Regions from separate parts of the Astyanax mexicanus genome. Here region 2 is linked to region 1. Evidence: chromatin contacts called from public Hi-C data. All regions are on one chromosome and are shown on one strand. The core of a region is the stretch at or near the end of the contact, and the rest is flanking DNA. Distances in the headings are between cores, read along the strand shown. Region 1 overlaps dennd4c (DENN/MADD domain containing 4C). Region 2 overlaps dennd4c (DENN/MADD domain containing 4C).

Region 1 (6,277 bases), core at 1,513-4,012:
TAAGTATTGGATGGGGCACAATCACTCCACAGCACAATGCTGGGGGATTTATACCCCTCAAACCCATGCCTGGCATGGTGCCAACAAGTTTATGCTTATCTGCTCCAGAGACTACTATTCTATTGCCAGCTCTGAAGACTAGATCATGCCTCCTCTGACACATGCAAAGTGCTAACAGATGTCTGTGCTGGCCAATATCACAATAAGAGTGATATATGGAGGAAATGCCATTTATGCACTCCCAAGAGAGAAAGGCCAATTGTGCTCTCTTGGACTCTGGCTGCTGATGCCCTGCGAAAACCTTGACAAAGTAAAATCAAAGGATAAAATTATGATGTTTTGGTGGACTGCAGCCCTCCAGAACAACAATAAGAACCACAAACATACCTCATCCAGCACCTCCACCTCAGTGCTCCTCATCTTTACTAGGACATTGAGGGCCTGCTGCATGGCCCTAGGTTTAGAATGGGATATACGCAGGCCTGCAGGCAGACAAATGAACCACAGGCTGTAGCAGTGGCTGTACAGACACTTAGCCCACTGGGGAGGGTTTGAGTAGCAGCGCTTTGCCATCTTGTAGGCCAGCTTCACTTCCTGTGATGGGAAAGACACAATTGGAGTTATTATTTAATTAGGAGATTATGAAAATGATACTATGATTCTAAAAGCTTAGTAAATGGGAATTTTATTAAAGTCAGAGTCCATAAGTTCTGGGAGTTTAGAGATCTCTCTTGTGAGAACGTGTAGTTGGACCGAGCGTGTAGGAAAGTACTTTTAAAATGTTTATTGTGGTACAGTCTCCTGTGCTGAAGTTGCAAAGGTAAACCGCTAAAAAAAAATTTGGGACCTACCAGGCCATTCTATTTAGAATTAATACATTTGGTTTGGTCAAGATGGTTACAGAAACACATTAATGCTATTTACTAAATTATTTTGTCCCCTCCCCACTCCACTGCTTTCAACATAAATGGAAAAAATAAATAAATAAATAAATAAAAATCTTAAGGACAACTGCTTTAAGCTTCTGTTTAACACCACATAAATTACTAAGCTGAATTTAGTCCACATTGTCTATGTAACTTGCCAAATTAGACACAGTGTGCCTTCACTCTATGAGCAAAGGGTGGCACCTGCTTGAGTAAACCCACATCCTGAACGTACTGAGGCTAAACATAAACCTCCTGCCAAACGTGCTAGAAGGGAAGTGATCTCAAGTCCATAGATCAGTTCAGTCTGATATAAAACAGGGACTCACACTGACAAACATCCAAACATTAAGAGTGGCCTAAAAACAATATTTCAATCAATGCAGGAATCTTCCCACACTGAAACTTTTAGTCCTGAAGCAGCTACTAATGTAGGACTTTCTTCAGATTTTTTCTGCAGTTACTTTGTAGTTTATTTGTACTTAAAACAGTTAAGAAAGAAAAGGCTAGGGAAACTAACCCAAACTGACCCAAAACACTATGTTTATGTGCTCAATCCCCGTAATAATCTACAAAGGGCTTGAGATGTGGGCTTTCAAGAGTGGGGAGGATCAAGAGAGCAGAGGAGAAGGAAAACAAACACCCTACAGGCATGGTCTCCGCCCAGCCATGCTCTTCCCTCCCTCTAATCCAGCTCAGCGTGTGTGTGACACATGTGCATTTTCTTTTAACTGTCAGCGAGTGTAGAAAGTGTGTTAAACGCATCAGTAACACTGAGGTATTCTCAAAAAGAGACAAACCACAGAGCTAGGTGAAGTGCAGCTTTGTTTTCTGTTTGGTGGCACTTGTGGTTCACAGCCCCTGTCCTCTTTTTTAGTCACGGTTACTTTTAAATAAGGCAGCTTCTATTCTCCAACTGCAAACCAAATCGTCAGTAAGTATGGGCGAGCGGCCACTGAGGCAGTGATAAGTCATTCTGGGCTTCTTTTCTGGTGCTTTAAATTGTTTCAAATGTAATGGTGAAGGGACTAGTGGAAATGACTCCAAAATGACTTAAAATAAAATCTTGTTCCATTGACTTTCATTGAAAGCTACATTTACATTTACAGAATTTAGCAGATATCCTAACAAGCACTTACAAACATGATTGGTCATTCACTCAGAATATCCAAACTAGTGTTGATAGAGGATAAATAAAATATACTTTTGTCATTTTAAATGACAGTGTCATTAAAAAATCCAGCTGTATGTTATAAGTTAAGCAGTCACATGAAGTTTTTAGTATGGTGATGGTGAAGTTTGTAGTTTGTAGAAAAAGAATGACAATGCATTTTTGGAAGGCATTGTTAAAATTGACATACTGCACAGATATTTTTGGTATCTGACAAAAGAAATCTCTAAAACTTTCAATAGAAGACAGCATAAAAAATTATTCAAATTCTTTTTAGAGCATTTCAATTGGTCTGTTCATTAAATGTTGATGAAATATAAAAAGTAGCCGTCAGTTTCAAATTATGTGAATTTATAAATGTGTGTAAGTGTATGTCCCATTCAATCTTACAAGAGGTTTTAAAAGAAAAATGATCCAAGTAAACAATGTCAATATTTCATGATAAATTGACCAATAGAACAATATGTTTGTACACTGACTTTCATTTAAAATGTATTTACACTGTTTCTAGTGGTAAGCACAGTGTGACTGTGTTCAGTGAAGTGAAGTGTACTAAATAAACTGGAGTCACACCTGCTTGGTTCTTTTTGCCAGGAGTGCAGGGCTGCTGGACAGACTGGCCCCTGCTGCTCTGTTGCTGAGTGCTGGCTTCAGCTCCTGTGGCCGATCAAACAACTCCAACCGCAACCGGGGGAAGCTCTTGTAGCTGTGGTAGAGGATGAAGCATGATTTAATGACAAAAAGGTGAGTTTTTTAGCAAAAAACACAACAAAAAAAACAGAAGGCTTAGCCGATCAGTCAATAATGAACTCATTAAAATGAGAAAGAAAAAGGAGACAGTAAGTGCAAGACTTCCTATGCAGAAAGCCTGGCACCAGCACCTGAAGTCTTGACCACTGGGCACAGATTCAAGGCTAACATTGGAGTGAGTGGCAGGTCTTAAATACCAATAAAGACAAGGACATCGATGACACGAGCCTTGCACTAATGGAAAAAAGGCTCTTCAGAGATTATATTACTGTACTGAGATGGGTGTATAAACTTCTAAAAGCTTCTAATTTGTGAAAACTGTTAAATAAAAACTTACATAAATGTCTATTCTGATAAAAATTCAATTGTAAGCTGTACTAATTACTGGTCATTCTCATCAATGCTATGATCCTGACATGGTAGCATGTGTTAGAGTATGTTGCTCTGATAAGGGTGGATCAGACGCAGCAGGGCTGCCTGAGTTTTTAAACACTGTGTCCACTCACTGTTCACTCTGACAGACACTCCTACCTAGCTGCTACACCTTGTAGACGTAAACTAAGAAAGGAGTTAATCTGTTGCTGCAATTCTTGTCCTTTAATAGCACACTGTTGCCTGGATATTTCTGGTTGATGCACTATTTTCAGTTCAGCAGTGACTCTGAGGTGTTTAAAAATTCTAGCATGATACCCTCCATACCAACACAACACTGTTGTGAAAATGTTGTTTTCCTCTGTATTTTCACTCACTGCTGCCTGTGTTTATCAACCTAGTACATTTAACACAGTTTTAAGTTGTTTTCCAGTGTTGTTTTCACCTGTACTTTATTTAAAGTATGACCTGATCGGCTGAATCCACCGCTAGCTTAGCCGGTTAGCTGATTCACTGGCTAAGCTAAACCACCTTTAGCCAGGTTTTCCAGCATCACTTGTGGCTGGCGCACTAAACTAAACCTGTATAGAGATGTGAAGCAAAATGTCGCAATTAATTAAGTTACATTAAATTATATTAAAAAAAGATTGTAACTGTTGTGTTAAGTCTATATAGTATAAACGCTAATATTTTAATAATGGAAGTTTCATATTCAAACTACAATTATTATTGTAATTGAAATTGTCCTAAATTAATCGATTTTGAATAGAATCCGGACCTTTTAAATCGGAATCGAATCGAACTGGAAAATCAGTGACTATACCCACCCCTACATGTCAGTGTCACTGCAGTGTTCAGAATGACCCACCACCCAAATAATACCAGCTCTGCGATGGTCCAGACAATTTCAGAACAGGGAGAAAACAGGATAATAAAGTATGCAAAGAAAATATTGACTACAGTCTCTAATTAAAGAACTACAAAGTGCTACTAACTGTTCAGTGGAGCTGAAAAAATCTGACAGTGATTGTAGAAACAAAAAGGTGGTCATAACATTCTGACTCGTTGTGTATAACTTCATGTAAAACAAACAACTCTGGGCATTCACCTGTATGTAGCAGGAGGCTGTGAGCCGTCATCAGGAGGTGGTTCTGGAGGCATGATGAAGACAGTGTGCTCACTCTTTTGAGACTCATCCAGCTCCAGCAGCTTTGCATCCTCTGACCACTCTCCTTCAACCTGTAAGACAGGTCACCTTGAATGCTACTAGCCTAACTTTCAACCTTTCAATGTCCTTTTGTCTGACTGTATTTCTAGGAAGACCTTTGAACAGTACATGACAGGCGAGACTTGTACTTTCTAATGTAATGCCTGACTTTCTACATGTTTAGAAATGCACACGGTGTACTGATAAATGTACTGTAGGATAAATAAAGCAACATGCAGTTTATAGATTTTCATAAGATATGTTTTTAAATGTTTCTTATAAACTCACAGTGCACCCCCCCCCCCCCCCCAAAACAGGGACTTTCCACTTCCGTTACGGCTCAACATGTTTAGATTAACAATGTGCCACTGTACCCAACAGCAGATGGCAGAGTTAATTATTTACTCCATTAAACTGATGGCACTGCATATGAACAGCAACAGCCATCTGTGTTGTTTTTTTTTTTACCATGAATGGCTGATCTAGAGCCTGTTACCTCAGCCTGAGTCCTACTTTAATCTTTACAAGCCTATCAGCAAAACTGCTCTCTACTCAGCTCTACCAGCATTTTTTACTTGCTGCACTCATCAAAGTTTATGCCCCTAGTCTCACCCCAAAACTTTTTCCACTGCTCAAATTTAGCATAACAGCTTGTTCTGATGATTCTAATGATACAGCAGGGTTACGGCGAAAAGCGTTCCAGGGAAAATAAGGCTTACCTTTGTGCCCTTGTCTGTTCCTTTATCAGACGGGAAAAGCTGTGAGAGAGGCGAGAAAGGAACAAACTCAATCATAGGAAACTGTGTTTCCTCCTTTTCTCCCAGTGGGAATGAACGTATGTGTTATAGCTTAGGAAATTAAACAAGATTCTTTGCTAGAGCCATAAAGGTTTTTTAAAACAGTTCAAAGAGGTGGGTGAAGATTTGTAGATTGTTTTAGAAAGTGAAAGTCTTTGGTTTGTTGCCAGTGGCAACAAAGGAACTTATTAGAGAGAAGTGTGGGTGTGTGTACCTTTTCAATGCAATAGTCAAAAAAGGCCAGTCCTGTGTCTTTGTCACTGACGAAGGTGCATTCTTCGATAAAGCGAATAAATATCTGGGTCTTGGTGAGCTGGGAGTAGAATTTCTGGTGTGCACGATCTCTACTCTTCAAGAACCCTGGAGTAGCAAAAAGAAAAAGTAAAGTAGCAAAAGTAACAATTATCAGGCCTGTCACAATAATCCCATAGCTTACCTTAACATTGGCTATTTTGAACCCACTAACATGAATAAGCTGATACACTTTTTTTTCCATATATTAATCTATATTTTATTTATGTATTTAAGCAATAAATTTAGTTCTTGATAATGAAATGTTAATTGCACAATAGAGTGCAACTGCATTCATTTAAAATTATTATTATTGTTATTATTATTATTTTATTATTATTACTACTACTACTACTACTACTACTACTAATATCTATAGGATAATATAGTCTTTAAAAAAAAAAAATTAATTACAATTACTGATAGGACAATATTTTGCCCAATAAAACCTAGTTAAAATGACACCTCAGGCATTTTTGGAGCAGTAGGTACTACTAAAAAAACTACAGAGTTCCCCAATGGTGGAACAAACTACCTTCCACTAACAGATCAGGAGAATCTCTCGCTATCTTTAATAAACTCCTGAAGACAGAGCTCTTCAAAGAGCACTTACTCTCTTAACACCTCTAACACACTAACTACTTCTAATCTCATTTCCTTCTTCCCTACTTCACCCCTCTATCCTATTATTTCCCTTTGACCTCCTTTAGGCCCTATCTAAAGATGTTTTTACCTTTAACTTCTATTACTTTTGTACTTCACT
Region 2 (6,277 bases), core at 1,275-3,774, 34 kb after region 1:
AAAAATATATTTATATCACAGTAACAAGAAAGCAGCAAGTAAACATCTTTCCAAGACAAATCCCAGAGTAAATAATAGGGGTGTAGAGAATCCCTGTTTCGCAATGCTGTACTTTTAAACAAAAAACAAAGAATGAGTCTTAAATTATGGATTTCTTAAATGAAAACACAATATTGAAAAGGTGGTGGTTGATGGTGGTTCATTTTATGTTGTCTTTAACCTAGTGCTATCAATTGATTAAAAATCCATTAACTGTATTTATTACAAACAGTATCCTGCTAGAAAAAGAGGAAAAACAAGACGAGGAGGGAGAGATAACAGAGTGAGTTAGTTCTGAGATGTAATCCTTAATTCAGCATCAATGAAAAAGGTAATCTATATTCTGAATTCAAAAGTTGTGATGCTGTGCTTTAATCGCTAAATAAAAACTGAATTATGGGAGAAAGACCAAACTTGGTAATCTGGACCTCATATTTTCATCTTCAGATCTCACTGTTCTGACTGAAAAGAAACTAAGCATTTTATGCATATGAAAAATAAAAAGTTTGATAAAAAAAGCATTACACTGCTCACTGAATCACATAATACAAAATTTCTCTTGTAATGCAATAAGAATTTTAGCAATCTAATAAATACCAACAGCCCTGGAAACATAATTTACACAGATTAAGTTAAGATCCATAATTAAACACACTAAAATCAATACACCAGATACCCAAAACAAGTATTCTTATAAAAAAAAAGAACAAACTGTACTCAGTGAACTTAAAGAACCTTTCCTCTTAAATCACACAATGGTTGCTTAATCAACAGCACACCAAGTTTGTAAGTACACCAATATGCACGTTAATGATATCAGATGGTTAGCATAAGCTGTTTATCTAACTATATCCTGTCACAACTAATTAATCAGAAATCTACAATAAAAAATATAACTGATCTACACTGAAGCATTTATTAACCCTAATGCCTTAAAATAACTCCATTACCAGTTTATATTTGTAGTTAAGCAAATACAAAAAGAACATATAAAGCTGCAGTCACAAGTTAATTGGTAGTTTACATTTGTGCACCTTATATTTAGTGCCGCTGTGGGCAGGTGAGGAATTTGAGACTTTTTGAAAGTCACAATTGTTCTTCACTCCCATTTTCCTTTACACAGAGCCTTCCTTTCTTACATAGGCGTACAAGTGGACAGCCAAGCTCTTTTGTCTGTGTGAGGCTGAGGTCACATTTCTTGGCTGCAGCACTGGCCTCAGACTGAAAAGGTTGAGATCGAGCAGCACAGTCTCTGCAGCCTGCAGGCAAATGACAAAGTGAAGGAATTGCCCTGCACTCTAAAAATGGGATTCTGGTCTTTCCAAGGTATGTTTGGTGTCTGATGTCTTCTTCTTTAGTTTTATACTGGAGTTACAAGTCTAATGTAATTACACAAATAATGGAATTGCATTGTAATTACATTGTAAAGATACATACAGTTTGGCCTTATTAATTAGATAATTTACACTAACTTTATGTAGCAATTTTTAGAACTGTAGCCACGTTTGTCTAGGTGCATCCTAGTCTGTTAATGTCCACAAAGGATTGCAAACTAAAGCTCCCTTTTTTTACTGGGCACTAGGATGGGGCAAATTAAAGAGAGCAACAAAAAAATCCCTATTTTTACATAGAAAAATCACCCTAAAGACAACTTTTGTCACATTTATTGCCAATATATTGAAATTATCCACATTAAATCTAAAACGAATGGACTGTGATGTTACATATTTTAATTAGAGCCCACGTCTGTGTTGTAAGGATGCAGTTAAATCAAGCTGACCAATCAGAACCAAACAAATGAAAATCAAGATGACAGGAAAACAGCTGGAGCAGAACACAAAAGCTCATATGACGCTTTAAAAAGCAGAGAAAATACATATAAACTAATTCTATACATCGACTGTACTAAGCTGTTTTTTAAAGCTTGTCAAGAAGCATCTTAGATCGTTTATGTACACAAAGAACCACAAACTGGATTCCTTTAATAACGAGCACTCGTGGAGGAGAGAAACTAAAGAGAACAAAAAAGTGAGCAGGTAGCAGAGAAAAAAGAAAAAGTGATATATATATATATATATATATGAGCTATGGAGTTTATAGTGTTGTTTACAAGGCACCGAAGACAAAAATCAGAAATATGAAATCAGTCTGGAACTGGATATCAATCTAGATATGCCAAACTTCAGATTTGGGATAACAGTCTGGACACAGCCCATGCGCTACAACTTCCAACACTGAAAAGGTCTCAAAATGTGAAGAAAAGGAAGAAGTGGTGTAAAATAGATTGTTCTAAAACTACTAACTAAAAAGTTAAAAGAAGAGTGATCAATCCTGAGATTTTGAGGCTGAATGTTAACACCCATAATCCAGCCAGTATCCATGGTCTCCTCCCATCAGTAGCTGATCTCACCCTAAGCACACAAAAGCCTTGGTGCTTTGTAGCAGAGGGATGATTTGCTAGGGCAGGGGGGGAAGTTGGGCAGATGGCCGGTATCCCTGTGCCCCGCACTGTCTGTCTCAGTTCACTCTGTTCAGCCTCTGAGAGGCCCCACTACTTAGTCTCATTCAGGATGGCCACGGCTGAGAAGAATGGCAAACTCTGAATCTCTGTCTCTCTCTTTCCCTCTCTCTGTCTCGCTCAGTTTAACAGCTGTTTCCATTAGTGTAGATTTAATAGAGATACATCACAAGCTTTTAAAGTCTATGTTCAATGGCAAAAGAAAGAGTCATGAAGCTGCAACAGGAATCACACAATCAGAATTCTTAAAACCTCTTAATACACTTTAAAACAAGTTGTTCTCTGTTTGGAATTTTCCCCTTCTAACACACCTGATCCAAATAGTCAGCTAATTACCAAGCTCCTGCCTGAGCTATGGATGTGGGACACTGACCCAACTAACATTAAGAAAAATATATTTCGTCTGTTGGAGGTGCACTTTAAGTTGTTTATTGAATATCAGGTATTGCAAATGAGCCAGACCCTTCCAGAAAAGCATAAATGGAGGGAAAACAAGCAGAGCAACATATATGGTAAAGTACAATCTAGAACACAATTACTGGATGGAGAACATTTATGGACAGGGTAACAGGGAAGCTAATTCCAGAAGAATATTTTAGAACAGTATGAAGAAGTTATTTCAGAACAGTGTGATGGGGAAGTACATCAAAGAACAGTGTGATGCAGTGAATGGTCTAGGACAGAGTAATATAAAGAACATTCTAGGACAATGGGGAAGTTCATTCTAAAACAGTTTGATGAGAACATTTTAGGATAATTCTTGGAAAGTGAGATTAAAAATATATATATATATATAAAATCACAGATATGGCACGGTATGTGTACATTTTTTGGGTTTCTGTCATACCTGATCACAACATACCGTTTTACCATGCTGTATTATGATGAGCAGGAGTTGCTAAGCAACAAGAAGAGGTACTTCACACTGCTGGACCTACTTTTTAAGTAGAAGAAACTGCAGACATTAAAAATATATATTTAAAACAATCAATTTTCAGTGCATCTTTGATTAACTTTATTCTTTAATGTTTTTGTTTTACACGGTAAGACTGCTGTGTAAAAAAATGAAAGTAACATTTAAAACATTTGTTTTTTTTTTAAGCCAGTTCCTGCGAAATCAGCTGTGATGTCAGTTATGATCTTATTCTTTACTTTATGATAATTTGTAAGAAAACCCCAGAAAAACCCTGATTCAAGTCAGACCTACTACTTATCTACTATAGCTTGTTTGTCAGGGTGTGCTCAAGTGATCTCTCAGCAAGTATTCAACGGCCTTCCACTAACGGACGAACACAGTTCACTGAAGTGACACTTGGAAAGTGTCATCAGCAGCCACCATTGGATATGTAGCACTTGCTCTCAGCCACCTGTCAGTACAATGTGGTGTTGGCAGTGAGAATAGTAAGAACAGAGGTGAAACACTATACAGCCAAGCTTCAGACTCTCACACAAAAAAAGCTACTTCAATAAATGGCACAAAATTGCAAAATATATTTAGGTAGTGAAAAAAAAAAAAAAAAAAACACACACAAAACATTACATTAGGGAACATAGTTTATGTTGCTTTGAAGTTGCCATTTGTTTTGTGGTATGAATAAAAAACAAAAACATTATATTTTTTCTCACAAAACAAGCAAATAGTAAAACATAGATTCATTAACAGAACCTCATTAAAGCAGCTTTATGTGAAAAAAATGTGTATTGTTTGCTCCTGGGCTCCACTCTTACTTCACTGTCATAAAACACAGACCACATTATAAGCTCCTCCTCCTGGACAGCTATAAACAACATCAACAAGCAGACAGATACAGAATCTCTAAAACACAGACTAAAAGGGTACACTAGAATTACAGTTTCTTTACACAAATATTATAGAGTTTTGCTCAGTTTTAAGCACCTTGTGCAACATTGATTATATCAAAGTACTGTGATATGTTTTGCAATGCTGTATTGATTCTCAAAAACATAGCATATATATTTTGTATTAATAGTATATATGGAAAGAATAGTGGCCTACAGTGATTAATTTTGTGTTGTCTTTAGATGTGAAGTCCTGATTATATAAAAAGTCAAGCTTTCCTTTACTTATTTTTTACGCATTTGATGATAAAGCTTGTCCTAAATAACATAGTGCAGCTCGCCGTTGTACTGTAAGCTTGAGTTAATACATTAACTTGCTTTGCGTTGATTGACGCATCATAAGTAACTTACTCCAAGTTGCTGTTTGAGATGAACAATGAGAATGGCCTATTCATAACTTCTCTTCAGATACTTTATTGTGCATGGACCAGTGATTTTTATTCAGTTTTTGTTGCACATTTCCTAATAAAAGAGGATTAATCGCACTCTTTGTAATGCAATGTAAAGCTGGGTCAATGTTTTTTAAGCACTAATAATATTCTTGATATGGTTAAAAATATTGATACCATATAAAAATATATTTATACAAAAAATGCTGTCATATTTACCACCTTTATGCAACAAATGTCATTTTGTATGACCAAGGAAAGCACAACCTTATCTTTTTAATAACTGTCAAATGAATATGCTTCACAGTGACAAATACGACCAGTCTTCTTTGTTGTAGCTGTGGAAATACCAGAGACAATAGTGCTTGCGAAAGTTCACAAAACAAATCAGCTAAGGGCTAATGTGACCTCACATTTTTGCTGTCTGCAGAATCACATATGGAGTGCGATATATTTCTGAATTTAATCAAACTCTGTCTGTTAAGGCCTTGAATCTGACAGAATGACATCTGGAGCGAAATTAGGTTAGACATGTTATGCGTTAAAGTCATATGGTAAAGGCCCTATTTGAGCTGGGTCAGGCTCCTTGGGGGATGCTTTATAACTGTATTCCCACATTAATCAAAGCAGTGTGCTGACACATATTGGCAAAGAAGGTAATTTTGTACGTGACACTTCTGAGAGCTTAAAAAGCAACATTAAATCCAAAAAATGTAACAAAGTGTCAGAACCAAGAATAAATTCACTTCATGATTAAAAAAAACAAACAAAAAGAAGACAACTTTCAGAGCTCTTCTTTCTTGATTTTAATTGGTAACAGCTCAGCCATATCTGATCTGAAATCACAGTTACGCAAAGTTTTGCAAGTCACCAAATACAGCCACAGGAAACGGGCCTCACCATAGCAGAACATGGATCCACCCACACACTCTTGCTCAGACAGGAAAAATGAGCTAGAACAGTACAAATGAGTAACAGGCTACACCTTGTACCACTCAAGTGAAGAGTTGGGATTCCTAGACGCCATGTCCAGGACAACATTAGAAAGACATAAGAAATGCATGCCGGATTGTGACTAGCAAATCTGAAAGTCTGTGGGCCTGTTTACACTTGGCACCAATATGAGTTTTTACTTTGATTGGATTCTGTTTACACTGGTCATTAAATGTATCCCCAGTATAACTAGATAAAATCTGATTTCACTTCCCCACACACAAAGCACATCAAAAGATACATAATGATTGTTTTACTTCATGTAAACATCGGTTTATTATCAAAACAAACCACCTGGTGATCATTTAAATAATTTAAAGTAACAGTGGTGGCTCTACAATATCAGAATGATAGAAAGTTACTGTTTTCCTGTAGTGGCTCAATCACTATTTAAACCGCAAAAGAAATCAATCTGTAATATTGCACACATCTAACAACAGGCATGCACACCAACAAGCAGACACAAACACACACAATA

Evidence for each region. A called contact is a pair of places that touch in the nucleus more often than the background predicts.
Region 2: a contact with region 1 is called in a Hi-C map of blood, with 2.4 times the contacts expected there. The contact joins two enhancer-like sites. A contact is called at or near these places in 2 of 3 Hi-C or Micro-C datasets (blood and muscle).

Annotation. Positions count from the first base shown.
Region 1 is chr8:28,141,454-28,147,730 of AstMex3_surface, forward strand. It overlaps dennd4c (DENN/MADD domain containing 4C), which reads right to left. Exons shown (of 34, transcript XM_022678282.2): 13 at 5,438-5,583; 14 at 5,146-5,184; 15 at 4,328-4,458; 16 at 2,671-2,803; 17 at 388-594. Among protein-coding and RNA genes, the nearest start is that of acer2, 19 kb to the left of the region's middle. Within about 2 kb of position 2,763, the one cell type or tissue checked has an H3K27ac peak away from gene starts, as active enhancers do.
Region 2 is chr8:28,175,902-28,182,178 of AstMex3_surface, forward strand. The region is part of intron 1 of dennd4c (DENN/MADD domain containing 4C); the gene reads right to left. Among protein-coding and RNA genes, the nearest start is that of dennd4c, 10 kb to the right of the region's middle. Within about 2 kb of position 2,525, the one cell type or tissue checked has an H3K27ac peak away from gene starts, as active enhancers do.